Regions from separate parts of the Mus musculus genome. Here region 1 is linked to region 2. The links are chromatin contacts, called in public promoter capture Hi-C maps. All regions are on one chromosome and are shown on one strand. Each heading gives the region's core, a stretch centred on a gene start, on an enhancer-like site or on the middle of the called end of the contact. The rest is flanking DNA. Distances are from core to core; before and after follow the strand shown. Region 1 overlaps Wnt3a (wingless-type MMTV integration site family, member 3A). Region 2 holds the start of Gjc2 (gap junction protein, gamma 2).

Region 1 (6,844 bases), core at 1,664-4,163, 81 kb before region 2:
AGAAGCCACCTGCAGGACAGAGAGAACCTAGGCTGTCTGGCCTCAGCATCCCATCCCGCTTTCCCATGGCAGCACTGGAGGATTTCCTGCCAGACGGCAGCCTGCACCCCTGCAACTGTCCTCCCTGCAAACATGACTTAGGCCTCTCTCAGTTTGCTGCTCCCTTCTTCACTCTGTCCCCTCCGGTCCCCGAAAGACCCGTCCTCCTCCTCCTGCTCATGCTCCCCTCCTCAGTCCTTGTTCTCCTTCTCTTCTGGTGGCCAGGGGAGAAAGGAGCCCTCCGTGTGCCCCCAGAAAGGCTGGCTCCAGAAGCCCTTGTGCCCCCCACCCCCTGCTGCCTGCTGGCCTCGAAGTAATCAATCTGATTGGATTAGGGTCAGGGCAACCCTAATCATGTCAAAGGTTACCCTAGGCTTTGTGGCAAGGACCACAGGGGTGCCTGGCCACCCCTGCCGAGGTGGCCTCTGTTGAACAGAGTTTAACATCTACCAGCCAGCTGGGAGGAAGGGAGCCAGCCTCTTGCGTGCATGTGTGCATGTATGTGAGCTTGTGCAGCCATGTGTTATAGAAAAGCGTGTGTGCATGTGTTTTATATATGCATGTGCGCATGAATGTCTTACGTGGGCCTGCGCACTTGTGAATATGAATGTGTTTGTGCCCATGTTAGTGAATATGTCTGTCCGAATGTGTGTCATGCATGGGCATATTTCAGTGTGCATTTGTGTGGATGTGCCTTACGTGGGTATGTGTGTAAGTATATGACTGCATGTGCTGTGTATGGATATGTGGAGATGTGTGCACGTGTCAGTGCACATATACATTTGTGCACCTGTGTATGTACTCACAGGTATTGATTATATATGTATAGATGTGTGAATGGTAGCTACACACAAATGCTCGTACATGTGTGCTCAGGTGTCTGTCTCTGTGTGGGTGTGACCATGTACACGGTACAGGCGTGTGTGCATATGTATATGCATTGAGCATGCATGTGTGAATGGGTGCCTGTGTGTATACAAGGCAAGTGTTTGCTCATATCTAATCCCAAAACCATCTGCCCTGTGTCAGCCTAAAACTCAGGATGCTAACCTGAGCGTGAGGAAGCTCTAGCCCTTGAATGCAGAACGAGGTCCTAGAGGGCTCTGCTCTTGCACCCAAAAGTAGCAGGGAGCGACCTACCTACCTACTCGGGATCAGAAAGCATTTGAAGAATTTTGAGTACAGGATGATTGTGAACCGTTTATATCCCTTGAGGCAAGCCTCAGACACTTGGAGGCAGGTACTAGGTGACTCCCCTGTATTGACCTCTGGCAAGATGAAATGGGTGGGGTGGTTGCAGGGCCAGCCTGGGCCAGAGGTAGGGGTCACAGGACGAAGGTCAATAAAACAGCTGGTCAGGCTGGAAGGGGACAAGTGGGAGGCTCACAGGATTGGGGGGTGGGGGCAGAGTCCAGGAAGCAGGTTATTAAACACTATGTGTCCTTGTGAGGGGACAGCTTTCTTTTGGCTGTGTGTGACATTTGCATGTAAGACATAAAGGCACATGGTCTGAAGCCCACAGCCGTGGAAACTAGGGTCTCTACCTGCCTGTGTACGGGGGTGGCTGTGCCTGGAGTCCTCAGAAGCTCCTAGCTGGCTTCCCTATGAGGGAGGAGCATCTTCTACCCACCTTGCAACACTCCACCCCACTTGGGGGTGGTCTCCCCAAGTCCCTAAGGACTCCTGGGGGCTCACTGCTTGTACAGGCAACCTTTATTCACTGCGAAGTCTTCATTTGGGCCTTGCTGGCCTGGACAGTGTCTCCAGCCAGAGCATCTTACCTCGTGTTGGGTGTGGTCCCTTCCTCCAGCCTGTGACATACCTCCAGGCCAGCCATACCCTCAACCCATAGTGGCTGGACTTTGTTGGGTCCCCCAAACCTCTGCCACAACTATTAGCAGAGTTGGTTGCTTTTGAACATCAGACTCTCAGTATCTGCTGAACTCACCCCAAGCCCTACTTGGCTTCTGGGCAGGGAACAACAGCTTGGCCTCTTCCCCTCCCCCAGGCAAAACCCCTTCCTGATGACTGGCCTCAGCTTCGTGGCTCCTCAGGGGGTGGTCCTCCACCTCTCTGTGTGCTCAGCCTATGGAAGGATCGACTCCAATGAGACTAGCCTGCAAGACAGCCGGAGCTTAGGGGTTCCGGAGGGACAGAAAGGGCAGCTTTTTAGGGAAGCAGAGTCCCCAAATCCAGGTTGCGACCCCTGACCCCCCCATCCGAAAGTGTTACCATTTACGATGCGTTGGGGGTGGGGGGGCTCCCCTGGCTCCGGGGGCCTCTCCGGTATATCATTAACTCTCCGCTGTGGGAGGGGGGACCCCGGCCGATATCCCACTGCGCTCGGCTCTGAGCACAATGTCCCTGCGAGGACGACAAGATTAAGCACAAGGGAAAAGTGAAAATGCTGTTGGCGATTCACACGCCCTTCGGGGTGTTGAATTAAAGCGTCTGAAAGAGGATTTCCCCTCGCGCCCGACGGCGCGGCGGGCAGCGCATACTTCCAGGTTGCTATGACTGGCCGGCGATCGCCTAATCACCGGCCAGGGGGAAATTCATATAAAATATCGCTGGCCATTGTGGGGCTAACGCGGCGTGACAGTGTCGCACAAAGCCGGATTCATCAGCCCCAGCAGGTCAGCCAGGCGCCCGGCCGCGCGGGCCCGGGCGGTGTCAGGGGCCGCGGCCACGGTGGGGCACCGGCGCATTCCGCTCTCAGGTGGCTCCGGGGCCTTTTGTGCCTCCGTGTGATTACCAAATGCCACCGCGACACCCCCTCCGGGCCGCCCGGCTCCTCGAGGCCAGGAAAAGGGCCTGGGGAAGGAGGGACGGTGGGCAGCCTTGGAGGGGAGGCGCCAGGGCGGGGCCTGGGCTGCAAGCTACCAGCTGGGGCTGCTCGGTTCTCTCGTCTGCCCTCTGCCTGCTGTGCTGAACACGGGTGGGGGAAGGGATGCCCACCCACTGAATGTGTTATGGAAGCACTTTCAGACATCGGGATGGGAATGGGATAGATAGATGGTTTGTCTTTCCTCAGCGTGACAGGAGAGTGACACTCCCAAGGGAGGTGATGCCCCATGACCTGCAGGCTCTGGCCAGTCTGAGCAATTATGGCTATGCCATAGTTGGGCCTTCTTCCCACCAGTGGTCGGATAGTGATCTCCCAGTTGGAGTCTGGAAATTGAGAGGACAGAGACCATCTGGAGGTTGTTGCCTGACAAACTCAGCCCAGGCTGCCAACCCTAAGCCTTCTGTGGTCTCCAGGAGGGTGTGGTGGATGTAATGTGCAGACATAGGTAAGGGTGAACCTTCTGTCTGCTGGGATTCCCTGGTTCTAGTCCTGTGCAGGGAAGCTTCAACAGAGATAGAGGGTCCTAAATAAACGCATACATAGCATATGATCCTAAAGGTTCATGCACCAAACTTTGGTGCACCCAATTTCAAAAATAAATAAATAAATAAATAAATAAAAATATAAAAATAAAAATAAAAATAAAAAGGTACTACTGGATTTAAAGGCACAGATTAACCTCAACTCATTAATAGTAGGCAATTTCAATAAGCCCACACACACATGCACACACGGACACGCACACAGCTCGTACCTGGTTCTGGAGAGTAGACACCTTCCATATGATTCATTTCACTTCTAGTTCTGAGCCTAGTGCCTAGCTCATTATGGACTCTCATATTCTGGATAGGTGATGGACGGATGGACAGATGAATGGATGAGTGGGTGGATGGATGATAAATGGGTAGTAGATGGATAATGAGTGCGTGATAGATGGACAGTAGACAGATAATTGAGTGGGTGGTATTTTGGTGGAGGATGGGCGTATGATAAATAATGAACTAGATGAAGGGAAAGGAAGGAAGCCCAGATAGTGATACTTTCCTTAAACCCAGTAAGAGCGCAGCAAAGCTGAGATTGTTTCTGCAGGGGGACTTTGCTCCCCACCTCCCAGGATCTGGGTGAAGAGACAGTGGCCTCAATTCATAATCCTCCCACGTCAGCCTTCCTGGTGCTGGAATTACAGGCCTGAGCCATGACACCGTTTTTGGAATTTGCTTCTTTTATAGAACAACTTCTTCAGGTAGTTTCTTTTCTTTATCTTTACCTGTATCTGATAAATAGACAGTATCTCCAGCCCTCCAAAAGCTCTTCTTAGCTCTGCCCCCAGATGACTGGCCCAGATGGGCAACACTAGTCTGTAAGAGTCCTGTGCTCAGGCACCCACCCCCTCCTCATTTGATGATCAATAGCCATTTGAAGGGTCTGATGTCATGCACTTGTTTTCTGGAGGGAGGTGTGCTCTTGGAAGCCCTCACCTTTATGCTGGCCATTTCTGCTGAGTCAACAGAAACTGAAAGGTGCTGTGTGTGCCAGGAACTTTGCTGTGGTGTGCCCCATTCCCATTCACTCTCTGCAAAAGAGATAGCTCTGGGAGAGTGCTTCATAGCTCTGGTAGAGTGGTTCATTCACCATGGTTGTCCTAAAACCCTATGGGACTCTGATGGAAGCAAAGGGTTTCCTCTCTGAGAAAATGTGTTTGTTCCCAAGATCCACGTTTTGCCTCTGACTCCTGGGTAGACCCAATCTTGTTGGATTAAAATCCCTGCCATCCTAGGATGTCACCTAAACATTCTGGAGCCTTTCCTTTCTAGGTCTCCTGCAGACATGTTCTCAGTTATTATTAAGTATCTTAAGTATAGCGAAGCATTGCAGGAATGGTGTGGAATCTCAGGTCCCTGTCTTCCTCTCCACACACACAGCCTTGCACACTGCTGTGGTACATGGTAATTGATCATGAAAGCCAACCTGACTTGGATAACCCAGGTCTTTGTGCCTCCATGTCCCTTGAGTTCCACCATCCTTCCCTTTTGTACTGCCCAAATCATCACCATTTATAGGAAGGACCTTAATCTGGCTTTAGCAGCTGCCTCCAATTCATTTAAGTAGAGACTATACATTTTTAGCAAGAAAACATTGAAAACGATACAATCTTTCCTAGGAGGTAGATGGTATCTATTCACTGCTAGGAATGTGAACTCCACTCCTTGCATAGTGTGTGATGGTGATATCTTGGGAGGTGGGGTTGGGGTGGGGAACTGCTTAAGACTTTTGGCTGCAGCTTGCCTCCATCCTTCTTTTCCAAGCATGTTCCATTTCACATTCACCTAGCCAAATGTGGGTTTGCAGCCCACAGTTCCTCCCCTGGCTTCTCAGATGGAGTTTCTGGACTACTTGGACTTTCTTACTTCTGGCCTTTATTTCTTCCCCAGCCTGTTGAAAGCCAGCTCCAGAACTTGCCCTGCCTTGACTTGATCGGGAGCCCCCACCTCCTCATTTGACAGTAGAGGAAACTGAGGTTCAACAGAAAGGGAGGACTTCCCAGCCTGCTGGTGACAGAGCTGAGCAAGAATGAACTCTTGCCTACTTCAAGTTCTATGTTGTTCTCTCCTTCTCCCAAGGACCCTTCCCCTCGAGTGTGCCTACCAGCTCCAGGCTGTTTGCGTGTGTCTTGATAAGCAGGGAGCCTGAAGGCCTTGTTCTGGGCAGGGCAAGGCCTAGAGTGCTGGGCCCCCTTATCTTTTGGAGCCAAGAAGGATGGGGGAGGAGCGTTTGGGTGACACTTGAGCTGGATAAGGTAACCAAGGCTGCCTTGAGACTTGGAATGTGAGGGTGTAGGCAGAGAAGTAGACTTCTGAGTCGCACCCAAGAGAAGGTAGCTCAAGGCCTCTGGCCCCAGACTCAGGTTCTATGCAGAAAGAAAGAAGACTGGAGTCTTAGGGGCACGAGGAGGAGTGCCTTGGCTCCTTCAAAGATCAAATAGGGGTTAGAGATGTAGCTCAGTTGGAAGAATCTTTGCCTGGCATGGACAAAATCCCCAGGTTTCATTTCCAACACTACGCAAAGCTAGGCGTGGTAGCACACAGCTGTAATGTTAACACCTGGTGGAGTTCAAGGTCCTTCTAGGCTACACAGTAAGCTCCAGGCAAGCTTGGGCTGAAGTCCCTGCCAAAAAGAAAACAAGAAAGAAAAAAGAAAAATGACGGCTCGAAGGGGTAGCCTGTGCTCTGGAATGGAAATAAACAGTGAACAAGATGCAGATCCCACCCGTGGGGAGGATCTGGACTGGAAGTGGATTCCAGAAGACAAGTCTTCCCGAGGAATAGGCACAGCTGACATGTTGGGTAGATAGTGCCCAGGACCTTGGCTGCCATGCTACAGAGTGAAGCTGGTAACACTGAGGCTGGGGTAGAGCTTGAGCCCAGGGAAGAATGAAGGCTGAGTGTGACCAGAGGCCAGTGAGTGCTGAGAAGAGGAGGAAGACAAGGCTGGCGGCAGGAAACCTTTAGAGAACTTTAGGAAGGCTGTGTATCACACTGGCTCTGGGCACGGAGCTGGGCCTGCAGTGGGTGGCTGTGTGCTTGGCCAGTGGAGGCTACTGAATACTGGGTGACAGTTCAATTGAGAGCTTCTCTGTGGTTCTGGTAGTTCCTTGTCCATCGTAATGTGGGAAGAGTGGGAAGCAGCTGGACTCCTAGATACCTGCAGAAGTTGTCCAGGCTCTGACAGTGCCCCAGGTTGCGGGCAGAACAGCTGGAGTCTGCTCAGAGATGAGAGTAAATGTGTGTTCTTTGATTCTATGTGTGGACGCTGACTGAACTTTGTGGGTCAGTCTGAGTGTGAGTGTAGTTGTTTGCAGTTTCTCTGTCCCTGTTTGGGCTTTGGGACACACAGAGTCCCGAGAGTCTAACCTCTTAGATGCTGCTTGAGGAAATATGGAAAGCTAGTGTGTGCAGG
Region 2 (6,672 bases), core at 2,957-5,456:
ATCTTGCCAGTTGACTGGTGTTGTGAGGAGAGTTCACAGTATATAAGGATGTTGGCCTTCACGTCACTGTCTCCTATGGAACAGAATGCCAGGGCACCGGTGAAGGTAACCCCACTCATGTCTATGATATCCCTCCACCCACAGGCATGGCAGGACCTAGGCCAGTAGTGCTGAGCGGGCCGTCAGGGGCAGGGAAGAGCACTCTGCTCAAGAAGCTGTTCCAGGAGCACAGCAGCATCTTCGGCTTCAGCGTGTCTCGTGAGTGCCTCCAGACCTTGAAGGGCGAGGAGCTCAGAGGCTGTCCCAGCACAGGACTGTTCCTAGAGTCCCCAGATGCACACACCTGATCTAGCAGATGCTCTCCTCACCTTCCTCATCCCCATTACCCTCTCCCTTCCCAGGCCTCCATCTAGAGTAAGCATCTTGGCCCCAGTGACCTCTTGAGATCTGGTCTGGGCTGCCCACTGGCTGTGAGCACCACCCGTTGTTACATAACCAGAGGACGGAGCAGGCCGTCAAGGGAAGACCTGGGTAGGGGGAGGTTTGTAGATCCCTTCAGTGTGTGATAATTTTGTTTGTTTTTTTCCTAGATACTACAAGGAACCCACGACCTGGTGAAGAAGATGGCAAAGGTGAGCCGGCCTGCTAATTCAGGGGTTTTGGGCACCAGCTAATGAGTGTTGGGGTGGGGGTAGGGGGAAGGGGTAAGGTTGCTTTGTGCCTTGGCTGTAACAGCTTCATCCCCAGCAGGAGAATCTCTCTTGCTGTTGGGTTCACAGCTTGATTAGAGTCTGCATCATAGTGAAGGCTGAACCTTCTTCCTGCCTGGTGTATGGAACCTGGCCATTTCCAATCCTTCAGCAAAGACAATGGGGACAGTGGTATCTGTTCCAGCCTAGATCTGGCCATAGCAGTCCTGTGTAGGGTGGAGAGGGGCCAGGCCAGGCAGGGATGGGTTTTGGGTACCTTCTGGAAAGCTCTCTTCTTCTCCAGATTACTACTTTGTGACCAGGGAGATGATGCAGCGTGATATTGCAGCAGGGGACTTCATTGAGCATGCTGAGTTCTCAGGGAACCTGTACGGGACAAGGTGGGCTGAGTTTGGTGTGGGCCCAGCTTCATGGATCAGGGTAATTCCAGAACTGTTAACAAAAGAAAGCACTCTAGCATGTCACCTCTGACCTCACAGTGCCCTCCCAGTCTCCCGCCTAGGGCTGGGATGGCTTGCTAACCCCCTAGTCTCTGAGCATAGCTGATAGGCTCCAGGGAACAAGCAGGCCCAGTCATGCCCCAGGCTCATCTGTCCTCAAGCCATCTGGCGAGGCAAAGAGCCACATGAGGCACCTCACGTGGAGAGGTAGGCAGTGCCAGGCAGCCCAGGCCCAAACCTTTTTGGCTTTCGGCTACAGGACAGGTACAAAGGGCTGTGATGTCAGAGGGCCTGACAGGGTTGACTATATGCTTGGAAGTTCTGGAAAGTACAGAAGGTGCTGGGTTCACGAGAGCCTCTGCACTACCCAGGCCAGGCCCAGAATGGGCCTTGGGGTGGAAAGGGCCGAGTTTCTCTGAAGCTCTCGAAAGCCTTAAGAAGCTAACAAGGTTTAGCAGTCATTGCATGTATTTCCTGTGGGCTTAAGGGCCAGGTCTTCTCTTGTATCCACTGAACATCTATCTGCTCACTGCCCTTCCCTGCTCCCAGCAAGGAAGCTGTTCGGGCTGTGCAGGCCATGAACCGCATCTGCGTGCTAGATGTCGACCTACAAGGTGTGCGCAGCATCAAGAAGACTGATCTGTGTCCCATCTACATCTTTGTGCAGCCTCCCTCGCTGGACGTGCTGGTGGGTACTTGGTGTGGGAAACCTGCAGGGCAGGTCCTGAGACCTGCAGAATACTGACCTGACAAGGACCTGTATTTCAGGAGCAACGACTGCGACTGCGCAACACTGAGACTGAGGAGAGTCTGGCAAAGCGGCTGGCAGCTGCACGGACAGACATGGAGAGCAGTGAGTGCAGTCAGACCGTTCGTACCTTCTGAGCACGTGGCCAGCCCATCCACCAGAAATTGGGGAGGACCAAGGGTAAAGATGGAGGGGTCGAGACTGCTGTCTGCAGAGCCTTTGAGAGGCCACACTTGTTTACTGACTTAAGTGTTGTAGGTCTCTTTTTGTAGCTATGCTCTTGCTTCTGGGTCTGAGCTTGGTCCACATTCAGACACTGTCATTGAGACCGTTTGCTGTTTCCTTATGTGGCAGTCCATCCCAGGCAGAGCTGGTTCTGAGAGGCCTGGGCAGGGGCAGTGGTCCACACTCCAGAAGTCAGGACTTGATGGGAGCAGCCCCCAGCTGAGGTTCTCTAGAAGAGGGGAAGCAAGAGTACTGTCCAGCCCTGGCCATCCTACCACAGTGACGGCAACAGTAGCCATAGCCAGATAGCAGGTTGTTAACAGTGGGGCAAGCCCAGCAGGGGCCGAAGTCCCAGTGTTCCTGAATCTGTCTCTTGCCTCACCCCAGGCAAGGAGCCTGGCTTGTTTGACCTGGTGATCATCAATGACGACCTGGATAAAGCCTATGCAACCCTGAAGCAGGCGCTCTCTGAGGTAGGCCCTTCCCATCTACCCTGTCTTGGGGAAGTCCCCTGCACAAGCCATCCTGTGAACGCAGCAAACCCTGTGTTGCCGGGGCTCACACCCTGCTGTGTTGTAAGCAGCCCTGGCTTTGCCAGTTGCCAGAATGGTCAAGTACAGGTGCAAAGCCGGAGTCCCTGGGAACCCAGGGAGGATATGAGCCCTAGCCCTCCCTGGTTCCCTGCCTCTCCTGACTTTCTGTTTCCCTTCTTCCTTGGCAGGAAATCAAGAAAGCACAGGGAACTGGCCACGCCTGAAGGCCTGCTTCATTCCACAGAGTGATGTCTGTGGTCTAAATTTGCCTGGAGGTGGGGGAAACTTTGCCAGGGCACCAAGGACTTGTAGTAGACTTCCACTGTGGAGTAGAAGGAGCTACCCTTTGTCTGACCACAAGGTGGCTCTGCACCGTGGGCTGACTCACTGGCTGAATGACTCCAAAGAGTACCCATATCTAATCTCCCTGGACTATTTGTGTTCCTTTCCTTGTTCCTTCTGCTGGAGCGGGACTGACCTCTTAATAAAGTAATTACTGAATTATAGTGTCACAGCCCTCCATACTGGGCTTATGGCCTCTGGCTTTCTGCCCCTCCATGGTCAGCCCAGATGAAGGCTGCTAAGGGGGCTCTGCATAGGTGTCTAGTGGCCCTTGTCCCTGCCCGCATCCAGGGTCCACTAGTCATCAGAATGCTGGCTAGGGTTGCTCGTGTTCACTTCTTCCCCTGGGAGTCAGGCAACTGGGACAATCAGTATGGGCTGGAATCGTCTCAGCCCTAGACAACCTAGTGCTGCTGTCTCTTTGAGGTATTTCTGAGCCATTTGGGGACTCAGAGGGACAGATACCACTTGCCAGGAACAAAAGTGCCCAGCTGCAGGGGAAGAGCTAAGGTCATAATGCTGGCCCTGGAGCTGTGGGTGCTGTGTGTTCTTGGCCTTGGGTATAGGCAGCCAACCCAAGGAAGGGCAGGTGAGCCCTGTGAGGGCTGCAGGCAGGCAGAGTCCTGGGCCTTCTGTAAAGATCGCAAATTTTGAGCTCTAGAGGTTGTAGCAGGGTGCAGCATTCCTGAGGGAGATGTCCCTCCCCTCCTGTCCACGATGAGACATTCTGAGTGTCTGGTCCTGCTGTCCTCCCTCTTCCTCTGGGCTCCCAGCCCAGGCTGCTGGCTCCGCCCAAGAGAGCAATCCCAGCAGGGAGGGCAGTGGTTGTTGCCAGCTACCCCCACCCGGTGGTCAGCCACAGCTCTGCCTTGTGCATCTCCAGGTGAGGCTGCTCCTGGGGCAGACTTGGGGGTATTAACTGGATGTGGGTGTGAAGAGGGCAGGCAGGTACCCAGGCAGAAGTAGCCAGAGAGACTGGGAAGTCCTGGGCTGCCTCCAAAACTGCAGATGTTTCTCTAGAAGGGTGAGCCAGAACTGCCTGGACTTCAAGTGGAGGCTGGGGAGACCAGCAGGCCTGTCTAGATCCCTGCTGCTCCACCCCCAGGGACAATCATGGATTCAGACCCTAGGGGGAACAATGGAGCCCTTGAGGGCCCCTCCTCCATCCCCCATTGTGCTTGGTGGCGAGAGGTGGCCCTAGCCCCACAGTATGCCCTTAGAGAGGATCAGCATCCAGCCGGCAGGTGGAGGGGCTCAGCCGAAGGTTTGCATTTCCAGCCTGGAGAAGGTAGGGAGGGTACTGCTGGGGCTGCAGCCTGGCTGGGCCTTGACTGGTCTGTACTCCTTACTGCTAAGGTGGAGGTTCCCAGGTTCCTGCATCCCCTCTCAGGCTCTGTGGGGTGTGTCACAGCTGGTGCCAGATGCCACCCTGGAAGACTCACTGAGTCTCTGGCCAGATCTTGTCTTGCTGTATTAAGGGACCCTCAGGGTGTCCTTTAGCTTGGCTTCAGCTGGCTTTGTGGCTCTTTTGGGGTAACTAAACCCATGGTAGAGGGAGATGGGAACAAACCGGAGAGCCTAGGGTATTTTCAGTACCTCCCCCAGCAGCTGAGACCCTTCAGGCCATCTTAAGATGGGCCAGTCCACCCCAGCCAGTTGTAGTGTGTCCCAGGGATCAGTATGGGCACCAGGCCCAGTCTACTCAAACTGAAGAAACTTCATTATCCACTTGCCTGCTACCAAGCAGACCCTCTCAGCAGCTGGACCTACACAACCGCTGCTGTGTTAGTGTGGCGCGGTAGCCAGCACAGAAGTCTTTGGGATGCCACAGCAGTTCACTCTAAGTGCTTCCTTCCCACCTACCTTCTGTGTCTAGGGACTGCAGAGAGGGAGATATGAGGATGGGCAGCCAAAAGGGGAGATACAGGGTCCAAGGACGGGGAGGTTGGAGAAGATCCGTTTTGGAGGGCCTGCTGGCTGGAGTTGGCTCTGTATGGGACAGTGTGGACCCAGCTGGGAAGTGATTTCTAGAAATGGGGAGGGGAACCTGGCTCAGCTGTGGAGGGGCTGGCAGGACTGGAGAGACAAGGACCAGGGTGAGTATGGGCTTTCTACAAGGAATTGGGCACACGTGTGTACTCTGGGCAATGCCAAAGGAAGGCATGGAGAGTGGGAGGGGGTTGCCTACTCAGGCTAGTGCCTCCGTTTTTGGAATGCAGTTTAGCTGAAGTCTCAACCTGTAGGAGTTGTCTAGACTTAGGGTTGTGACTCTTACACCAGGTAGGTGCAGGCTAGCCCATCTGTTTTTCTGGTCCCCACAGTCTGAAGTTGAAGTTTTGCCTTCTTGAACTTCCAGGAATGTGACTTGGGTGCTGGTGAAGAAGGCCTCACAGGTCAAAGCGGGAGGTTGGTAGTTTCTGCTGGGTGCCATAACTCTGTGGTAGAGTCCTACATCTTCAACATGTTTAAATTTACAACAGAGGAGATAACAGTACAGAAAAGATCCCAGAGGACCTCATTTCCCATTCCATACTGGCATGAAACACATCACCATAATAAACTCTAGTGCTGCCTCTGTTAGTGAAAAGCCGCAGTCTGTGTGTTTCCTACATTCCCTTGCCCCTCCTGATACCACAGCACCTCTTAGTCTCCTTGTTTTAGCTGCCCATGGCTACTAAAATACTACTCGGGTATTTTTCAGGGTGCCCTCTTGGAAACTGGCCTGTGTTTTCTCTTGCTTTGTTGGGGTTATGGGTTTCAGAAAGAATACTATGGGGGTGATGAGCCTGTCTATATAGGTGCTATCAACAGCCATAATGGTGAATCATAGGGCTCAGGTGTCACGGCAAAGGTACAAGTCCCCATTTCATGCTGTCCTCTGATATGTTGCTTCCCACATGTGGCTGCTGGAGTGGGTGTGTGCTCCTCTTAACTGTGTGTCCCATCTCAGAGTTCCTCTGCACAGAGATGGGATGGTTCTCCAGTCATCAGCCTGGTTATTCATGGGTGCAGTTGTTATCTGGGGTATCTGTAACCAAAGCTGCAGTCTGTGATTCTACTTTCCTTAGTCTACTGGTTAAATTGTTACAGTGTCAGTGTAAGCAATCCACCTATCAGTGTGTGTGAGTATGTAAGCACGTTCTTCCTCTCTGAGCTTTCTCCACACTCTTGTTTCCCTCCTTAGCCTTCTGATCAGCCACTTCCCCCAGGGATTCGCAGTTCCTTTTATTGAAAGAGAAGTTGGAAACCAGAACCCAGGACCTAGATAGGGTCTTTGTTTTGTGAGCGGGGCTTGAGAAAGGGTCTCAATGACATCAGACTCGCCGTGCAGCAGAGGATGACCTTGAAATTCCAATCTCCCTATCTCTGTCTCCCAAGCACTAGAACTACAGGCAGCGTGAACATACCCATGTCACAAATGCTCGCACTTCTCACGTGTTTCCACAGCCAGGGCCTTTCAGAGGACACAGCCAGAGATCATACACACACCACAGGTTTCCACGGTGTATCTGTAAATGACCTCTGTGAGAGTCCGGGTCCGCCTCTACCATGCTAAACACAAATGCATTCTAGAGTCCCTAGCTTGAGATGGTGTCAGAAAATGAACTTTTATAGTGATTGGGAAGCATCTGATAGGCAGACTAAAGAGTTGAGTATGAACGGTTCTCTGCCTG

Evidence for each region. Promoter capture Hi-C pulls out the DNA fragments that hold promoters and counts their contacts.
Region 1: a contact with region 2 is called in a promoter capture Hi-C map of fetal liver, with 2.1 times the contacts expected there. The contact joins the enhancer-like site here to the promoter of Gjc2 in region 2. A contact is called at or near these places in 2 of 39 promoter capture datasets (fetal liver and macrophages), 2 of 484 Hi-C or Micro-C datasets (embryonic stem cells and hematopoietic stem and progenitor cells), 1 of 115 datasets of contacts at active chromatin or transcription factors (embryonic stem cells) and 2 of 9 other capture datasets (adipose tissue and liver).

What each region holds. Positions count from the first base shown.
Region 1 is chr11:59,260,055-59,266,898 of GRCm38.p6, reverse strand. The region is part of intron 2 of Wnt3a (wingless-type MMTV integration site family, member 3A); the gene reads left to right. Among named protein-coding and RNA genes, the nearest start is that of Wnt3a, 27 kb to the left of the region's middle. Within about 2 kb of position 2,913, at least 56 of the 459 cell types and tissues checked have an H3K27ac peak or open chromatin away from gene starts, as enhancers often do. A contact at or near this core is called in fetal liver, where this site is marked.
Region 2 is chr11:59,180,360-59,187,031 of GRCm38.p6, reverse strand. Gjc2 (gap junction protein, gamma 2) reads left to right here and starts at 4,206. Exons shown (of 2, transcript NM_175452.4): 1 at 4,206-4,286. Guk1 (guanylate kinase 1) reads left to right here. Exons shown (of 8, transcript NM_008193.3): 2 at 145-258; 3 at 591-632; 4 at 994-1,090; 5 at 1,700-1,838; 6 at 1,919-2,003; 7 at 2,511-2,596; 8 at 2,845-3,177. The coding sequence ends at 2,880.